Regions from separate parts of the Mus musculus genome. Here region 2 is linked to region 1. Evidence: chromatin contacts called from public Hi-C data. All regions are on one chromosome and are shown on one strand. The core of a region is the stretch at or near the end of the contact, and the rest is flanking DNA. Distances in the headings are between cores, read along the strand shown. Region 1 overlaps Sorcs1 (sortilin-related VPS10 domain containing receptor 1). Region 2 overlaps Sorcs1 (sortilin-related VPS10 domain containing receptor 1).

Region 1 (3,006 bases), core at 268-2,767:
GACCTGGCTTTCTGCTAACTTGCCTGGACATAACCCTTAGGCATCAATGTGATGCCATCAAACAGGATCTCTGTACCTGGAGATGAGAAATGAGAAGGTTGTCCTTCACTGTCGTTCGTGGACTATTTATTGCCTTCTGGCCCCAAATGGCAACCTGAATAGCAAGGACTTGAAGCTGAAAAGCTTGACTGCTGAAAAGCAGAGAGCTAATATCTCCAGAGGCCTCTAATGCTGGAAAGAGCAGAGCAGATTGACAGTTTCTTAGCTTTAGAATCACATTATAGATCCATGTCTATCTGTCAGTCTATCTGTCTATCTGTCAATCTATCTATCTATCTATCTATCTATCTATCTATCTATCTATCTATCTTTGTCTTTTCTCTCTCTCTCTCTCTCTCTCTCTCTCTCTCTCTCTCTCTCACACACACACACACACACACACACACACACACACACACACACATATATCTTTTATGTGAATCAGCAATTTTTCTTTTGGGCTTTCATGTCTGTGTACTACATGCCTACCTGGTGCCCATGGAGTCCGGAAGAGGAAGTCATATCCCTTGGAAATAGATGGGTGTGAGCTGCACTGTGGATGCTGGGATTCAAACCCCACTCTTGTGGAAGAACAAGTGCTCTTAACCATCCAGTCATCTCTCTAGCCCATTGGTCCAGATTTGCAAATTACATTTTTTGTCTATTATATGGTTATTGTTGGGCCTCTGAGAATCCCCTGGACAGGATGTAAGTTGCTTTTCTGGTAAATGTGGGCTACTGACAGGTGTCCTTTCTGCTGCTGTGCGGCCGCTACCTGCATCATTCAGGTAGGTAGCCTCTCTTCTGTGACCCCAAATGTTTCCCGTAGCTCCTCTTACTACCTTGTTTCTCTTCTGCAGCTGACATCAGGAGGAAGACCACATTACTATGTGTCCTACCGAAGAAGCCCGTTTGCACAAATGAAGCTTCCGAAATACGCTTTGCCCAAGGTACTTGTCTGGTTCCTGTTTTCCTCTCAAAGCTCCTTTCTCAGCTCCAGCCCACCACCCCATCCTCAAGGTCACTGCCAGCCTCCCCAATGAGATCCCTGCTCCATCAGAATCGACTGCCAGCCTCCCCAATGAGATCCCTGCTCCGTCAGGATCGACTTCTGTCGCCTCTTTGTTCATCTTGTCCCCTTTCTCCCCGGGTCCTTATCCTGCTCTCTTTCTTCTTTGGAAGTCTTCCTGTAGGGACATATGGGTTAATTAATAATAACCTCGTTTTTGCCTTTCAATATTAAATATTCACAATCAGTATGTTCGTTTTTGAATCAAAACAGCAAAATGTTAAATTTTATGTTATAGTGTGGCGTTTGTTCTCAGTGGGAGTTAGGAATCGGGTTATTTTTAGACACCTGAAACACAGCTGAATGTTCTGACTTCCCTAGCCACTCGTTTTTTGAAAAGAGTGGAAAAGTGAGAGACCCTTCATCACTGACTTCCGCAGGCTCTGGCCACAAACTCTGAAAAACTGTGTTGATATGGAGCGCCACCTAGTGGAGAACAGACGATGTGGGCTTTCAAAGGATGCTTATTAGCAATCTGTTTCTGTGGGTTCTTTTATTTGTTGTTGTTTTGTGAGTTTCACACCCTGCACCTTAGCCCCTCTCGTCTTCCCATCCCCTCACATCGGCTCCCCCGCCCCTGCAACCTCTCCCCTTCCCAAATAAGAAACATAACCACGCACACAAAAATAAAACAAAACAAAGCATAGAAAACAACTCACCGTGGAAGCTGTAGTGTGTCCCACAGTAGATCCCTCTGTCCACACATCTTCACTTGCAAATGTCCATTGCAATGAGTCACTGGTCTGGTGAGAGGTCTCTGGTTTCTGTGACACCATCAGTACGGGATCCCCACCCGGGCTCCTCCAGGTTATCCTGTTGTCACCTTGTGTCACGACGCTCCTACAGCGCTAGATCAGCAGGACCAGCCTTTCACAGGCTGTAGCAGTTTACAGATGATAGAGATTTTGGGAAGGGCCAACTCAAGTCCTGGCATTGAAAGTTGAACACAGGCTATGACGACATTTATTTTGAGTGAAGTCTCATCTTTCTTTTGTATTTTCTTGCATTTGCAATTCCCTGCTGAAGCAGTACCAGCTGTATGCCCAGGACTGTTCATGATGGGCAAAGAGAGCACAAGAGGCAGGGGTTGGCCTCTTACAGGAGAGCTTGGTTAACAGCTTGTGCTGGCATCTCCAGGCAAAATGCTCTCCTTACCTACCCTATCAGTAAAAGGGTGTTTGTTTGTTTGTTTCAAGACAGGGTTTCTCTGTGTAGCCCTGGCTGTCCTGGAACTCACTGTGTAGACCAGGCTGGCCTTGAACTCAGAAATCCATCTGCCTCTGCCTCTGCCTCCCAAGTGCTGGGATTAAAGGCGTGCACCACCACTGCTGAGCAGTAAACGGGTTTTAATAACTCCCACCTATTAGAATCAAATGCACACTGTTCACTTTAGAGAACCACACCGGGTTCCTAGTTATGATTGTTCTACACTAATAGGAGGTGAATGACAACGGCAATTGCACGGGACCACATGTCTCTATGTGATGTTACACACACTGAACTGACCATGGTCTTGGTCACTCTTCTTCCTACCCCAATAAGATAAGAACAAGAACATACAATACCAAAATCAGCCCAGGAATGAACATTGAATAAAATCCATGAGTACAGAGGAAGGGCTGCGAATAATTAAAATTGTCCAACATAGTCTCCAAGGAAGGTTCCAGAGGGAGATGTCAACTAGGAAAAACACACCAAACAATCAACAAGACAACAACAACAACAAAAAGTGCCCCTCAGGGGATGCACACTGAAATGAATTGTGATTCAGTCACCAAAAATCGAAGAAGGCAACTTGGAAGATTTGTAACTTTGAAAACAGGATTTATAGGCAATGCAGCAGGAGACCTTCATTCAGGAGGTATGCAGAGTGCAGAGCTGAGCCTAAGTCAGGGGAC
Region 2 (3,006 bases), core at 288-2,787, 370 kb before region 1:
AACACTTTTCTTCAGGGAACATCACACTCCATAGCTTCCACCCTACCTCACTCCCTCTCTTTCTACTGCTAGCAGAGCAGTTCTCAACCTTTACATTCTTCCTGACTCTGTTGTGAAGGGACATCATCAGCTTTGATCAGAATCTCTTCCTGGAAATTCATATCTTTCAGGCCAACAATATTTAATTTCTAAAAATCTGCTTTAAAAAAAACTAATGGATACTAGGGGTTTCTTTCCAGTAAGGGTTGCCAAGCCAGTAAGATATGGATTCCACACAAGTTGATGGAGCTTCCTGAGAGCTTACTTGATTACAACAAGAAAATCTGAGCGAAGACTGGGCAGCACTAAATCTCGACCGCATCGCTTAGCACTGCAAGGGAGTCACACCTGTGGATTTTCTTCAGCTTCACCAGTATGCAGAAAAACTTGTCCCCTTATTGCTTTACTTTTCTAGAATTTGTTTTCTGCCATTTGTGTCTGAAAGGCTTCTGATTCATCCATTAAGGCAGAGAAAGGCTTTGTCTATAATCTTTTGTCCAAACAGAAAAGTGGTTTTTGAGTTGACTCTCAGGGAAAAGATGAGCAGCTGTACTTGGAGATTGAATTCTTCTGAGAGAGGGTCCAAGGCAATGGTCACAGGTGGTCACAAGGATTTGGCCTTTGAGTCAAGCATGAAGTTGCACAACAAGACATTATAGTGGCTAATGGATCCCTCTCTGGGATTTCCTTTTTGCCTCCTACCACAATGCAAAAGCCTACACACGCAGATGGCATATTTCACTAATACAAACAGAAGTCCAAGCAACAGATGCTTCAGGGACCAGGGGAAAGGAGATCTCGATATTTCTCCAACAGCAACAACTTCAATGACAAATTTTTCCCACTGAGCATATTGAACCAAGAGCAGAGAAACATGTAATTTTCAAGCCTCGGGCACTCCATGGTATTTAAAAGAAGGAGGATCAGAAGCATTAATTTTGTACAAAGAGTGCTAATGCAGAAGCTAGCATTGAAGAAAACAGAGAGAGAGAGAGAGAGAGAGGTAGAAAGCACAAGTGAGGCTGAGTTACACGCTGTGAAGCCACTACTGATAATGTTCAGTGATTGCAGTGTGTGTGTGTGTGTGTGTGTGTGTGTGTGTGTGTGTGTGTGTGTGTGTGTGTGTGTGTGTGTGTGTGTTGAAAGAAAAAGAAAAAGCTAGTCAGGAATATTAGCCTCTGCAGTGACAAAAGCCCAACCAGGCCAGTTGTTTGCCCATTGAGGGCAGCGTTAGGATGGCTCTTGTTCCTTTCTTATATTATCTTATGCAAAATAGCGTGCAGAGATGATTATTAGCAAGCAAGAACTGATGATCAGCTTACATCAAAATGCCCATCTAACCCTCTAAGTTCGTTCAACACATAGCACTAAAAACCACACAAGGCTTTCTGGTCAGACTCTGGGAAATCAGCGTGGCTTTAGACAAGCGCCTGGGCAGGAGTGCAGACGGGAAACATGCTTGTGAGCAGAAAGAGTAGATAATGGCTCTCTCCCATTTGAGGCTGCTTTGCTGAAAGACTGAGAGCAAGGCATGGCAGGCAGTAGCAAGTGCAATTTCCGTGTCTCCTCAGTAGAGGAAGCAGAAGCCTAATAAAATCCTTTAGGTAGTGTTGACAAAGTCTTTTCCTGTTCATAGAGATAAAGAATTTGCACTACTTTTCACACCTTTTAACTTTGCTCACATTGATGGGGGTGCATGTGCAGCTCATTCAGTTGTCAGTCCTGAAAGCGCTGAGTTAGGCCAAAGAACCACCATGCTTTCGCATCTGGCCTGGCAAGGCTTTTCCTTTCATTCCTTTTCTTTTTGGTGCTGAAGGAAAACACTAATGAAATGCCCACTGAGCTGTAGGAAGCAAAATGAAACACCTTTGACAAACACTGCTTATGTTTCCTTTGTGTGTGTGTGTGTGTGTATAATTCTAAGAGTGATACATGACAAGTGGAGAGCCCTGGTGATCTAAAGCTCGTCCTGCATCGGGAAATCTGTCCCTAGTGAATGAAACTTGCTTGTCCCATGACCTCACCCAGATTCTCCACTATTCTTCTAAATTCCCTGTAGTCAGAGGGAATTCCCTTAGATACAGCTCTGAGAGGGTTAGACATGCAGTGCTCATGAGAATGGTCACGGTTTTCCATTCTGTCATTTAAATCTTTTTATTGAAACAGCTCCATGATCAGAATGAAGAAATTAACAAACAGCCAACAATAGTTAGTGTCCAAACAGCTCCTGTGTCTTACATTCACTTTTTCTAATTTTATGGATGTAGCAAATGTACGTAGGACTGTGCTTGTGTTTTAGGAAAAACAGTGAATAACAGAGATTTCCCCTTATGGCCCTTTAGACCTTAACATTCGACTTAAGACTCTCTAATTTGAAGTTATTGCTTCCATTTAAGAAACTGATATTTCTCAGCTGGGGAGGGAGGAAAGTACATTTCTAACTGAGAGCTTTGGAGTCGTGGTAAGAATTTTTGGCAAGTAAACTTTTGATCTTATGTGGTATTTCATTCTTATTTCTCCTAACAGCCATGTAGGAGTCAGGTTTCAAAATAATGTCAGCAGAGAGTACTAAGAACACAGCCCACAAACTGCAAAAGTGGTTAACACTGGTGCTTGGTGCTCCCTGCAGTGCTCAGCTGAAGTTCTTGGTTACACTGGTGCTCCCTGCTCCCTTCAGTACTGAGCAGAAGTCCTTGGATACACTGGATTGGGGTTCTATGCTCTCTCCAGTGCTCAGCTTAAACAGAACTGTTCACCCACCAGGGAGGGTGGCTTTTAAGTCAGCCCAACCAAAGGCGGTTTTAGAGCTATGTTCTTGAGATTCATGCTAAATGATGCCTTCTCCGGTGTCTCTAGATGCAGAATAGCTTTGACTCCAACACAAAGATCACTTAGGACCTTAAGACGTTATTTACCATACTGTGACCACAAGTCACACAACAGAGCCAAGTTTGAAATCATCGTATT

Evidence for each region. A called contact is a pair of places that touch in the nucleus more often than the background predicts.
Region 2: a Hi-C map of neural progenitor cells shows a contact between it and region 1, with 5 times the contacts expected there. The contact joins two enhancer-like sites. A contact is called at or near these places in 3 of 484 Hi-C or Micro-C datasets (the N1E-115 cell line, embryonic stem cells and neural progenitor cells).

Annotation. Positions count from the first base shown.
Region 1 is chr19:50,257,737-50,260,742 of GRCm38.p6, reverse strand. Sorcs1 (sortilin-related VPS10 domain containing receptor 1) reads left to right here. Exons shown (of 26, transcript NM_021377.3): 8 at 900-989. Among named protein-coding and RNA genes, the nearest start is that of Gm26629, 420 kb to the left of the region's middle. Within about 2 kb of position 1,517, at least 5 of the 459 cell types and tissues checked have an H3K27ac peak or open chromatin away from gene starts, as enhancers often do. A contact at or near this core is called in neural progenitor cells, where this site is marked.
Region 2 is chr19:50,628,337-50,631,342 of GRCm38.p6, reverse strand. All of the region lies in intron 1 of Sorcs1 (sortilin-related VPS10 domain containing receptor 1), which reads left to right. Among named protein-coding and RNA genes, the nearest start is that of Gm26629, 48 kb to the left of the region's middle. Within about 2 kb of position 1,537, at least 3 of the 459 cell types and tissues checked have an H3K27ac peak or open chromatin away from gene starts, as enhancers often do. A contact at or near this core is called in neural progenitor cells, where this site is marked.